Regions from separate parts of the Capra hircus genome. Here region 1 is linked to region 2. A link is a contact called in public Hi-C data. All regions are on one chromosome and are shown on one strand. The core of a region is the stretch at or near the end of the contact, and the rest is flanking DNA. Distances in the headings are between cores, read along the strand shown. Region 1 holds the start of USB1 (U6 snRNA phosphodiesterase). Region 2 overlaps CNGB1 (cyclic nucleotide-gated cation channel beta-1).

Region 1 (6,478 bases), core at 200-2,699, 80 kb before region 2:
GCATCACTGACTCATTGGACATGAGTTTGGGTAAACTCCGGAAGTTGGTGATGGATAGGGAGGCCCGGTGTGCTGAGATTCATGGGGTTGCAGAGTTGGACACGACTGAGCAAGTGAACTGAACTGAACTGGACAGGCCTGAGCCAGAGTGACACTTCCTAGCTCTGTGGTCTTAGGCAGGTAATATGCTCTCTGTGGACCTCCCGTTTCCTCATCCATAAAGTGAGATGAACGAAAGTGCTGCTGGAAAAGCACTCAGCAGGTACCAGGCCTGGCAATTAAGAACCGAAGCTCCTCCACAAAGTAGGAGACTTCCTACTTTGCTCACTGCTGAGTCCCCAGTTCCCAGCCTGGCACAGAGAGAGTACTCCATGAATATTTATCAGATTAAAGAAAACACTTTCCAAGTGAGGAAACAGACCTGGGGTGGTACAGTGGTGCGTGCCAGGAGACAGAGTGGGCAGGCGCCCGAGGCTGGACCCAAACCCACCCCGTTTCCTGCCTCCTAACCTTGACCCAGCCAGGTGGGGGCACACCGAGGCTCTGTCTGGTCCTCCTTCCCCATATCCCCCCCCCCCCCCACCCCGTGTCCCTTTTCCTTCCCTCGCGAGCAGCTCCGGACCCTCTCCAATCACCCTTCCCCAGAAAGACTTCCTCGCTCCTCACCGACTGCGGCCTTCAGCCCCCGGCCGAACCCGGTCCCCGGCCTCGGCCTCATCTTCGGAGCCGCTGCTGCTGTAGCCCACGAGGGGCGCCGCACTCATGAGGAACCCCGTCACCCACCTTCACGACCGCACAGAGGGTCGGCAAGCAACCTCACCCCACCCGGAATTCCTCTGCGCCGGAAGTGCTCTCCCGGGGGCGGGGCACAAATTAGCACCGCCTCGGGGCGGGGGGCGGGGGCGGGGCCCGGCAGGACCGGAGCAAAGATTGTACCCACCCAGGCCACGCTGCGTGCCCGCTCGCCTCGCTTTGACCGCTGGGAGCCTCCTGGCACGGCCATCCTCCGTGTGCCCATTTCAGAGATCGCTCTGAGTCCTGACCTCTCTCTGTCCGCTGCTCAGTCTGCAGCAACTCGGGACCTCCCGGCAGCCGATGGTCCCTGGGTCAGAGGTCAGAGCCCTAGAGCCAGCGGAGATCCTTGCCCTAGTCGTCCGGACAGGAATTAGAGGTCCCGGGGCCCCTTCCCCAAGCCCCGCCCAAAGTCCGAGCTCCGGGGGGCCCCCTTCCCTAAGAGCGAGCTGAACAGTCAGAGGCGGGTCCGTTCCAGAAGATCAGAGGGTCTAGGAGGGCTCTCCTCTCAGGCTCAGGGGTCGGGCCGTGGGCTGGGCCCTGGGAACTCGCTCCCCGAAGGCCGAGTAGAGTGGTCGGAAGCAGAGCGCCCTTCCTGGGTCAGCTGAGACGTGCCGGCCGAGCGACCGAAGAGCCACCCAGAGCGTCCGGCTGTCCGACCCGGCCCGGCCGCGGGGTCCCCGGCAGGGGGCGGCCTCGCTGCGTGCCGCCCGCTCCTCCCGCAGCCGCCGCCGCCCGGGCTGCCGCTCCTCCCCCGGCCCCGCCTCCCTGGCCCCCGCGCCGCCCGCCTGTCCGCCGGTCTCTGCAAGGCCATCGTTCCGTCCGCCCGCCCTCCCGGCGCTCCTCCGCCCCGGCCCCGCTATCCCGGCCGCGCACGTCGCTTCCTCGATTCCGGCCGCCGCTAGCCCGTTCCCCGCCCCCGGGCCGGCAGCCGCCGCTACGCGAGGCCGGGGATTGGCAGCGCGCGTAGGCCGCGCTGCCGCGGATGGAGTCGGAATAAAGGGGCGGCTGAGAGAGCAGCCAGTCGCCACTCGCCCCGCGCCTGACCCGCGGGCGGCCCGGAGCAGGTGAGCGGCGGGGCGCCCGGGGCCGCGTCTGGGGGCCACTCCCGCGCCCGCCGCACCCCTTCCCCAGCTGGCCCGGCAGTACCCCCCCCAACCCCACCTCCGGCCCGACCCGGCGGCCTCCTGAGCTCTTGGGCGGCCCAGGCCGACCTCGACACGCAGCTACCTCCCGGGCCCGGCCTGCAGCCCTGGGCCCTTTTTCGGGCCCACTCGCCCGCAGGTCCGGCGCCGGGGCCGCAGCGTCCTGGCCATTTCTCGGCAAGGGCTGACAGGAGGCAGCCCAGCTGGGCCGGCGGGCAGTGCCGGCGGGGAGGTGATCGGCTTTCATTCGGTTGGTTTCCCAAGGAAGAGGAAGGGCTGGGGTGGGGCGCAGGTGGGGGCCTCCCCGTGCCTCCCTAACCCTAGTCTCTCATCCTCTTTGCTGAGTGATCAGAGAGGCCTCCTGACCGCACCTTCCTGGAGTGGGGGGGCCGGAATGGGCAGCGGACCTGGGGGCCCGGGGCTGGGGACCCTGGGTCTGGGAGCCATTCATGCCAGGAGAAAACAAAAAAAAAAAACAACAAAAAACAGTTGGGTTGGCGCAGTCTGACCTAGACCAGGCTCAGCGTAGTCCTGCTTCCCTCTTTCCTGGGGAGGCTTCGGTACCTGCTGGCTCATGCAACCTGCTGCCTCCACTCGGAGCAGCAGCTTCTTCACTTCTTCCCTTCCCGGAAAGATGCTGAGGCTGACAGTTTTTAGCCTGACTCTTACGTTTCTTTGGCAGAACAGTTAGAGGCCAGGCTGGCTTGTGTAGGCATCCCCTTCCTACTCTTTTCATCCGGAGAAAACTTAGAAACTTTTCAATGTTAGAAGCAGAGGAGCTGGGAACCTGAAAGCGGGTTGCATCTGATTCTGAAAGTTCCTCCCTCTCGCTGTCATTACCTTATGCTGCCACAAAGTGGTGAGTTAGAGATTTGCCTGGGCTGGGTGGTCTTTACTTTCCATGGATTATCCAGTGTTACAGACTTGGAGCAAGGGAACAGGGTTGTCTCCGGAAAGGTGACAGGGATGGTTAGCATGCTACATCCCACATTGCAGAGGCAAACTCAAAATTGCTTACATTTCCTGCAAGCCTTGACACTATCATATTAAGAGGATTTAAGGCTTTTTTTTTTTTTTTTGGTGCTCTGGGAGATGACTAGCCTGGGGAACTTCTGCCAAGTAGCCATCAAGGCTGTGTGGGTCTGTGGGTCTCATCCTCATCAGGCATTGGCTCAGGTCCCTGCGAAACCATCCCCCTTATTGTGTGAAGAGAGAATAGGCACAGTCAGGGGGGAGGACCTGGGGACAATTGAGAGAGGTATGGGCCAGCCCCTCACAGGAGAAGTTTTCTGAGATGGGCCTCCATTCCATGCAGGTGTTTTAAATATTGATTGACTGAGGGGCCTTCAGATCTGGGAGGTCTGGCCCTTTAGATCTACAGTCTGTTCTTATGAGCAGTTGTGTCCTAGGTCGAAATTCAGGGCAGCGACCAGAGAGGAGCTGGCAGGTCTACAGGGAGGCCTCAACCCTGTAGGTTCAACCAGAGCTTCTCTGGTTTTATCTATCTTCTGTATTAGGCTTCCAAATAAGAAGTGTTTCGCACACACATAAAAAAAGGTTATGTTATTAAAATTCTTGTTTTGTGCACCAAGGCCCTCACCGGTCAGTCTTTCCCTCCTTCTTTCCTGGGAGCATGAACAGAACTTGTGACTTCTTTGTATTGTGGGGAGATCACCCCAGACTGTCACTTGTGAGACAGCTAATGGAAGCGGGTTGGCAGTAAGCTGGGAGACTGGGATGCCTGGCCAAGGGATGGGGAACTGAGGTTGGGTGGGCCTGGAGACAGCCACTATCCCCGTTACTGGAGGAATTGCTTTGCCAGCAAGTGAAGATCTCCCAGCCCAGAGCCCCCTTCACTTCCCTGATGTTTTTTATGTCAATGTGAGTCCAGGCAGACCAGGGAGAGGCCCGGGGAACAGCTGTGTGTGTCTGCCTCAAGCTCACGATTTCTTTCTTCTCTTTAGAGCCTCCCTGCCACTCCTGGCACCCTGCCCGAAGACCCCCGTCCTGTAGGCACAGCCTTGTAGTCTGTCTTGGTGAATGACTTGGACCGCCTGACCAGTCCAGCTCCGTGCCTTGTCCGAGGTCCTCCTCCACCCTTGATCCTGGGCAGCTTCTCTCTTTGGTGTGGGTCACCTTAAGCAGGGAAACTGAAGCCACTACTCTCCAAACCCTGTTTCATCTTCCCAAGCATGTCGGAGAGCTGGCAGCAGCCGCCGCAGACGCAGCCGCAGCAGCCTCAGCCCCCACAGCCGCAGCACCATGCTGAACCCCCGCCGGCCCTGGCGGAGCACACGCTGCCCCCAGGCACGGCTGAGAACCCGCTGGGCTGCGCGGTCTATGGCATCCTCCTGCAGCCTGAGCCAGGCCTGCAGCCCCCGCAGCACGTGCCCCTGCAGGCCGCGGGGGAGCCGGGCCCCAAGTGTGGTGTGTGTGGTCACGACCTGGCGCACCTGTCCAGCCCACATGAGCACCAGTGCCTGGCGGGCCATGACCGCTCGTTCCAGTGCACGCAGTGTCTTAAAATCTTCCACCAGGCTACCGACTTGCTGGAGCACCAGTGCGTGCAGGCCGAGCAGAAACCTTTCGTCTGCGGCGTCTGCAAGATGGGCTTCTCGCTGCTCACGTCGCTGGCGCAGCACCACAGCGCCCACAGCGGCACCGGGGGCCTTGTGAAATGTTCCATCTGCGAGAAGACCTACAAGCCCGCCGAGGCAGCAGAGCCCGAGGCCACCGCCGCCCCCTCCCTGCCCCCGGCACCCCCGCCTCCGCCTGCCGTGGCCCCGGCGGAGTCGGCCGACAAGCCCTACAGCTGCCCCATCTGCCAGAAGCCCTTCAAGCACCTGTCGGAGCTCTCGCGGCACGAGCGCATCCACACGGGCGAGAAGCCCTACAAGTGCACGCTGTGCGACAAGAGCTTCAGCCAGTCGTCCCATCTGGTGCACCACAAGCGCACGCACAGCTCAGAGCGGCCGTACAAGTGCGCAGTGTGCGAGAAGACCTTCAAGCACCGCTCGCACCTGGTGCGTCACATGTACGCGCATTCGGGCGAGCACCACCTGTTCCGCTGCAACGTGTGTGAGCTGCACTTCAAGGAGTCGTCGGAGCTGCTGCAGCACCCATGCACGCCGAGCGGGGAGCGGCCCTTCCGCTGCGGCGAGTGCCAGAAGGCCTTCAAGCGGCCGTCGGACCTGCGGCAGCACGAGCGCACGCACAGCGCCGAGCGGCCCTTCAAGTGCGACCTGTGCCCCATGGGCTTCAAGCAGCAGTACGCGCTCATGCGGCACCGGCGCACGCACAAGGCCGAGGAGCCCTTCAAGTGCGGCCTGTGTGAGAAGGGCTTCGGGCAGCCCAGCCACCTGCTCTACCACCAGCACGTGCACACCCTTGAGACCCTCTTCAAGTGCCCCGTGTGCCAGAAGGGCTTCGACCAGTCGGCCGAGCTGCTGCGGCACAAGTGCCTGCCGGGTGCGGCCGAGCGGCCCTTCAAGTGCCCAGTGTGCCACAAGGCCTACAAGCGGGCCTCGGCCCTGCAGAAGCACCAGCTGGCCCACTGCTCGGCGGCCGAGAAGCCCCTGCGCTGCACCCTGTGCGAGCGCCGCTTCTTCTCGTCCTCCGAGTTCGTGCAGCACCGCTGCGACCCGGCCCGCGAGAAGCCGCTCAAGTGCCCTGACTGCGACAAGCGCTTCAAGTACGCCTCCGACCTGCAGCGGCACCGGAGGGTGCACACGGGCGAGAAGCCCTACAAGTGCCCCAACTGTGACAAGGCCTTCAAGCAGCGCGAGCACCTCAACAAGCACCAGGGCGTGCACGCCCGCGAGCAGCAGTTCAAGTGCGTGTGGTGCGGCGAGCGCTTCCTGGACGTGGCCCTGCTGCAGGAGCACAGCGCGCAGCACAGCGCCGCGGCCGCCGCGGCCGAGGGCGCCTACCAGGTAGCCGCCTGCCTGCCCTGAGTCCCCGCTGCGGCCCCTGCTGGGCCCGGCCCGGCCTCCTCGCGCCCATCCTCGGACCTGGCCCTGGGTGTCAGGATGAAAGGGCACCCGGGCAGGTGGAGGGTGTGGGTGCCTGGCACCCCTGGTACCGGCCTGGAGGGGGTGGGGGGGCAGGTGGCCGTGGTTGGTCTTGATCCCGCCAACCTCTTTCCCCTTACAGGATTCGCTCTCTTGAGAGACCTCAGCCTCCCTTTTCTCAATGGAACCAGGCTGGAAGTCGAACTGTCCTCTCTCCACCCCAAGGAGGGGGTGGTGCTAGCCCAACCTTCCCAAACCTTTCAGCCTCTCTAGAGAAAGCAAATAGGTTAGGAAAGAGGAGGGTCACGGGAGGGCATGGGTGCAGAGTGGCCCCCTTCAGGTTGCTGTTTGAAGGGGAAGGCTAACTCCAGGAGGGAATCCTGGGGCCAGGAAGGCAACCTGTGAGGCCCAGGCCCCTCTGTCAACTTCAGCCAGGGGCAACCTGCCCTCCAGGGTTCTGACAGGCGAGATACACAGGAGTGCTGCACACCTGTGGGCCGGGTCTGCTTGGAGAGCGATTGGCCCAGCCAG
Region 2 (6,319 bases), core at 3,265-5,764:
GTATCGATTAAGTTATTGTAAAAGCTTAAGTTTATTTTTGTAGGACTTAATGGCTAGGAATTAGAACAGTGAGGCTGCTCTGTTGGAATAATGCAAACTTGTAATTATTAATAAACATGCAAACCTTTAAAACTCAAAATAGGGAGGGAGGGACTTTTGCTACTTTGTGATGATTTCACAAGCTTGGGCATTTCCTATGCTTTGTACCACACAGCAGGACCCCATTGGCCACCTCCCTTCCTGATGGCTCATGTGTCTGTGTCAAGGGGTTACTGACGGTGGGTGACAGCTTAGAGAGAAGGTGACACCTGTTTTCCAGTCCCAGCCCTGGAACTTGCCAGCTGGTGACCATGGGTGTTCCCTTTCCCTTTGTGGCCCTCAGTTTCACTATCTGGTTAGTGGACAGCAGAAGGGAAGGGTCAGAAAAGGTGACCCTCGAGATCATCTTCCAATTTTGAGCTTGTTCTTGAACCTCATGATGGGAGAGCAAAGCAGAGACTGTGGACACTGGAAGCATGTGGAGGGAAACTGAAGGATCCCAGGCATCAGGAGCCGGAAAGCCCTGGTTGATTCTCTCGCCAAGTCTTCCAAGCAATCTCCAGAAGCCTCAGTTTCCACATCTGTAAATGGGGATGACAGCATGTCTCTACAGGGTTAGGGCAGAGTCACGACCAAACCACACAGCACCTGCAAACATGCTCTGTATGCTGCAGTGGGCTCTGCAGTTGGGAGAAGTTTTTTTTCCCTTTTTTTTTTTTTTTGCACTCATGAGCTATAAAGCTTTATATTCAAGCCAGATTGCCCAGGATCCACAGGCTGAGTTTTGATGACTAAGGTCCCCTTCTTCTTCTCTCCTCAGTTACATTCGCTGTTACTACTGGGCTGTGAAGACCCTCATCACCATCGGCGGCCTGCCCGACCCCAGGACGCTCTTTGAAATTATCTTCCAAGGTCTAAACTATTTCACAGGCGTCTTCGCTTTCTCCGTGATGATTGGACAGGTAGCTGGGCCACTAGTCTGTCCCAACCCACCTGCCTGCAGGGCCCCTCTTCCTCCCGCTGCTGCCAGGAACGTCACCGTCCATGCTTGTTCCTTTCAGGCCAAGCCCAGGAAAAGAGCACTGGGCAGAGAGTCAGGAGCCTGCAGCTCTGGGATCTGTGGGGTGAAGGGGTGGTGGTGGAGGTGTAGGTCCCGCTTCCTCACTGAAGGTTCTTCTCATTTGAAATGTCAGTCTCCAGGGTAGCTGGAGAGCTGGGCCCAGTGGCTTCCTGCAGAAGCTGAGGATTTGGGCTGTTCCCTTGGAGAGGAGCCCTTGGTGGATTCTAATGTGCTGGGCCCTGGCATGAGGCTCAGCTTGTAGCACTACATGAGGCGCCACCAGGGGTGCTCAGTGCTGCCTTTGAGGGGCTCTGCCCCAAGGACCAGCACACCTGGCTCACATCTCCTCCTCTGAGGGGGTCACGTTGGCACCAGAATCAGCCCAGCCGAGCGAGACCTGCCCTCCTCATGTGGCCCCGGAGACCTAAGCCCACCGAAGGGCCAGCAGCCTCGCTCCTCCACGTCTACCCTGAAGGCAGAACATCTGGGTCAGCAAAACCTCTAAGTGTGGACATGGGTTTCCCCTCTCTCCTGATCTCTTACCAGCCCGGCAAGCGTGCACCCGGGCGCCTGTGTTACATTAATGTGCCCACAACCCATGTCCCCGAAGCCCGGCCCCACTCTGACCCAGTGGCCTCCCTGACCACCACCCTCCTGGCCCCCAGATGAGAGACGTAGTGGGGGCCGCCACCGCGGGACAGACCTACTACCGCAGCTGCATGGACAGCACAGTGAAATACATGAACTTCTACAAGATCCCCAGGTCCGTGCAGAACCGGGTCAAGACCTGGTACGAATACACCTGGCACTCCCAAGGCATGCTGGGTAAGACACGCCCTTCCACCCAGCCCCACCCGCAGTGCCCTGTCTTGGGCCCTGCCCTTGTCCTCTGTCCTTGGGGCCCTGAGCATGGGGTCCTCTCTGGGCTGCAGTCCCAACACGTAAGTGAGAGATGCCTGGAGAGGCCTTGGGAGGTGCCCATTCAAAGATGGAAGTGCAGTTGGAACCAGGAAAGGAAGGACTGTCTCTGTCTCTCTCACCTTTCTTGCTCTTTGTGTACCAGAAGTTGCTAAGTCGTGTCTGACTGTTTTGTGACCCCATGGACTGTAGCCTGCCAGGTTCCTCCATCCGTGGGATTTTTCAGGCAAGAATACTGGAGTGTGTTACCATTTCCTTCTCCAGGGCATCTTCCTGACCCAGGGTTCGAACCCGGGTCTCCTGCATTGCAGGCAGATTCTTTACCACTGAGCCATCAGGGAAGCCTGTATACATCAGAGAAGCATGTATACATATAATCCATACATACAATATATATTTTATAAATTAAAAAAAATTTCTTTTCAGAGCCTTTTCCATTATAGTTTACTACAATATATTTTATAGTTGTTTGTCATGCTTTGCTTCTGAAATTGGCTAAAACATTCACTGTGGTTCAGCTTTCTTGTCAGTGATGAGGTGTGCTCAGTAATTCTTGCAAAGTGACAGAATCTTACCCGTAAATTGTTTCCAAATGTAGTGAAGTTCTTACGGATTCTAAATGGAATCCTTAAGGAAATTTGACATGCTAATTATATGTTAATTGACTTTTTCTCCCCGTTTCCTTTTTATCTTTGTGCTAAGTTGCTTCAGTCGTGTTGGACTCCTTGTGAACCTATGGACTACAGCCCTCCAGGCTCCTCTGTCCGTGGGACTCTCCAGGCAAGAATACTGGAGTGGGTTGCCATACCCTCCTCCAGGGGATCTTCTTGACCCAGGGATCGAACCTGCATCTTTTGTGTCTTCTGCACTGGCAGGGGAATTTCTTTACCACTAACACCACCTGAGTTAGTAATTTTGTTTTTGTGCTTCCCAGGTGGCCCTACTATTAAAGCATCTGTCTGTATGCTTTTCACTTACATTTACAGTATTTTTGCCTGTAAAATCCCATGGACAGAGGAGCCTGGTGGGCTACAGTCCACAGGGTCCCAAAGAGTCAGGTACAACTGAGCACACATACACACATGCACATAATTTTGTTTTCAGAGCCTAGGCATCATTTTGGAAGGCTCTCAAAAGCTTGTGGACCACTGGCACAGTACCTCAGGGTCCCCCAAGGCCCTCAGCAAAGTGAAAGCGCCCCCCTTCACCTCCATTGGGTTCTGTCTGGTCTCAAAGAAGCCACACTTGAGGCCCACAGTCTCCTGAGCTGGGGTTGTTGGCAAGTCTGTGGACAATGCACTTAACCATAGTAGTTTCCAAGGCATGTTCACTTCCACTGCCTCATTCCATCCCAGTGACAGCCTTGTGACTTCAATATCACTGGCCCTTTTCACAGGGGCACATGTTAAATACCAGAGAGGGCTCTGACCTGCCCAGGGTTGCACAGACCCAGCACTTGAGCCCTAAGCTAATGTACAGTGGGCAGAGCATGGGACTGGGGTCCCGGGGTGTATCTCTGTCTCCAGTTACCAACCTTCATCATGTGCCAAGCTCTCCACTGTGCAGCATGGACACCATGGTGTACAGACATACTGCTCTCCCAGGATAGGTTCTGAAGTCACCGGGCCTGAGTGGGGCCTTGATTCCATCCCCCAAGCTGTGTGGCTGTGGGCAAGTCACTGCCCTCCTGAGTTGTCCTTTCTTTGTCTGTGAGATGGGTTTTAGTAGTGGGCACCTCTTGGGCTGCTGGGAGAAGTTAATGAAATCATCTTGGTAAAGCACTCTGTAAACAGTGCCTGGCACATAGTACATCCTCCACATACTTTAGTTCTTGCAAATGCTGTTCTTATAATGTAAGTGGAGAAGACAGATCATCAGCAAGCAGCTGCACTAAAGGGTGTGATACGTGCTATGGGACAGGGACTGATAACATAATAGCTGGGTGGGAGGATGTCAAGGGAAGGCTTCCTGGAGGAGGTGACATGAGTGCCGGGTTCTGAAGCATGAGTAGGGATTAGCCAGGAAAGCAGAGGGGGTTGTTCCCAGCAGAGGGAACGGCATGGGCAAAGGCCTGGAGGCAGAGAGCATACCCTCCCAATCTGGAGTGATTCCGAGTGGTAGAGGAATGGCACACCTGGGGGCCCAGCCGTGCAGTGTGGGCTCGGCACTGTGTGTGTGAAGGGCCTGGCCATGCCTCTGACCCTTGCAGGGTCTCATTTGCAGATGAGTCAGAGCTGATGGTGCAGCTTCCGGACAAGATGCGGCTGGACCTTGCCATCGACGTGAACTATTCCATCGTCAGCAAAGTGGCACTCTTCCAGGTATGGCCTGCCCAGCGCCCCACTCTCAGGACTCTGGAAGGCCTCGAGCCCACGCCTTCCTCTAAATGGCTCCTTCCCCTCCTCTCGGGGCCAGGGCTGTGACCGGCAGATGATCTTTGACATGCTGAAGAGGCTGCGCTCTGTCGTCTACCTGCCCAACGACTACGTGTGCAAGAAGGTGAGTGGCCGGGGCGGCTGCGGCAGCCCCCGCCCATCGGAGCTGGGCTGGAGGGGCCCCCTGGGAAGGTGGTGAGGTTTGCAGGTGCGGGCAGAGCGGAATTGCTGGGAGGAGAGGCGGGTGGCAAGCTGACCCCAGGGCTCCTGGCTTGCTTGGCAGGAGGAGCTCCGGGCACAAGCTCAGATGTGTCTCAGCCTGGCTCCTTCCTCATAGGACCATGGGGACCAGGATGAGGAACCCCACTTTACAGAAGAGGAAAGTGAGGAGCCAAAAGAGGGTCAGGGTCTTGACTGTGTACATGGAACTGCTTCCGGGGTCTTGGTCTTCCTGTCGGGAAAATGGGGCTGAACAGGGGAGGGATAGGTCAGAGGTTGCAAACTGATGGTCCTTGGCAAGGAGCCAGCCCACAGTGTCTCATGGGTTGTTTCCTCCCCACATACCCGGATTAATCTAAAAATAAAGTTTTGAATAGTCTCCAACCTGTAAAAAAATGGGAAGGTTTCAGGAATTCCCTGGTGGTTAGCATGTGGTATTTCCACTCCTGTGACCCAGGTTCAATCCTTGGTTAGGGAACTAGGCTCCTGTCAGCTGTGCAGTACAGCCAAAAAAAAAAAAAAAAAGGAAAGTTTTACATAAAAATCCAGATTTCCAGATTTCTGGCTGAAAACAGAAAATTGGCCAGCACTGAGCCCCACTTTGCCAAGCAGCAAGAGTCCTCTGGAGAGGAGAAGGGAATGGCTCTGAAGAGATGCCCCATGCCCCACCACTCCCGACTGCCCTCCTGGCTCCCTTCTCTCCTTTGTGTCACCTGCCTGATCCTGGGGAATATATGGATTTGAATCCCAGGGCTAGACAGTCTCTAAGGTCCCTTCTGCTCCCATTTTTTGGGATTTAAGGTGAGACTGAGGTCACTTGGTGACTGAGTGTTCAGGGTAGGGGAGCAGGAACCAGATTTCAGAGCTGTTAATAAGGCTTGGTGTGTGTACGGGGGTGGAAATATTGCTCAAGAACCCCCTGCAAGACTCAGGAGCCCCCAGCCCCAGAAGGGCCCTGACTCCAAGTTGTATGCTGCAGAACAGCATACACCTGGAAGCAAAGAGCTGAAAGAAGAGGGGCAAGGATGCTGTAAATGGCTGAGAATTCAAAGCTGCGGCCTTCGAGGCCAAGAGAGGTTTGGGAGCAATAGAGTGATTTGTCTTGACCCTGGAGCCACTTCCTAGCTGTGCAGCCTTGGGGCAGTAGCTTGCCCTCTCTGAATCTGACTCTTTTCATAGGTAAAGTAGGGATATTAATGGTATCTCCCTCGTGGGGTGGTTGTGAGAATTAAAATATATGAGCATATGGGGTTTGGCACCGTGGCTGGCAGAATTGGTGCCATTGCTGTAGCTGGTATCCTCGTGGGTAATGTAGACTTGACTTTGGATGCGAAAGAGTGAATCAGATTGTTGGGGAGTTTGCGGAGGAAGCTGAACACTTGGTGAACATGTGTGAATGGTGCCCTCTGCTGACAGGTTTTGTTCTGTGACAGTCTTGCTGAGACACACCCCCTAGGCCACCCCTGGGCTGCTTAGTGACATGAGGGTGAATGCTTTAGACACCTCACATTTCAGCCCCTTGTCAAATTGGACTCTGAAACAGGGGAAGGAGACTTTATTCTTTTTTTGTTAAGAAGGCCATGCATGTGTGAGATGCCCAAGAGACATTTGTCAAATGAATCAAAAGCAAAAGCCACTTACCTGTCCTTGGTTTCTGTCTCTCCTTAAACACGCCAGGTATGACCAATAGCTGCCCAGGGTGATGGCC

What was found. A called contact is a pair of places that touch in the nucleus more often than the background predicts.
Region 1: a contact with region 2 is called in a Hi-C map of blood, with 2.5 times the contacts expected there. The contact joins the promoter of USB1 here to the enhancer-like site in region 2. A contact is called at or near these places in 2 of 5 Hi-C or Micro-C datasets (both in blood).

What each region holds. Positions count from the first base shown.
Region 1 is chr18:27,248,934-27,255,411 of ARS1.2, reverse strand. It overlaps USB1 (U6 snRNA phosphodiesterase), which reads right to left and starts at 1,449. Exons shown (of 8, transcript XM_018062062.1): 1 at 941-1,449. It overlaps ZNF319 (zinc finger protein 319), which reads left to right and starts at 1,584. Exons shown (of 3, transcript XM_018062058.1): 1 at 1,584-1,859; 2 at 3,902-5,869; 3 at 6,090-6,478. The coding sequence starts at 4,130. The coding sequence ends at 6,104.
Region 2 is chr18:27,171,971-27,178,289 of ARS1.2, reverse strand. CNGB1 (cyclic nucleotide-gated cation channel beta-1) reads left to right here. Exons shown (of 32, transcript XM_018063155.1): 25 at 860-1,001; 26 at 1,765-1,924; 27 at 4,241-4,338; 28 at 4,433-4,516. Among named protein-coding and RNA genes, the nearest start is that of CNGB1, 51 kb to the left of the region's middle. Within about 2 kb of position 4,514, at least 1 of the 5 cell types and tissues checked has an H3K27ac peak or open chromatin away from gene starts, as enhancers often do.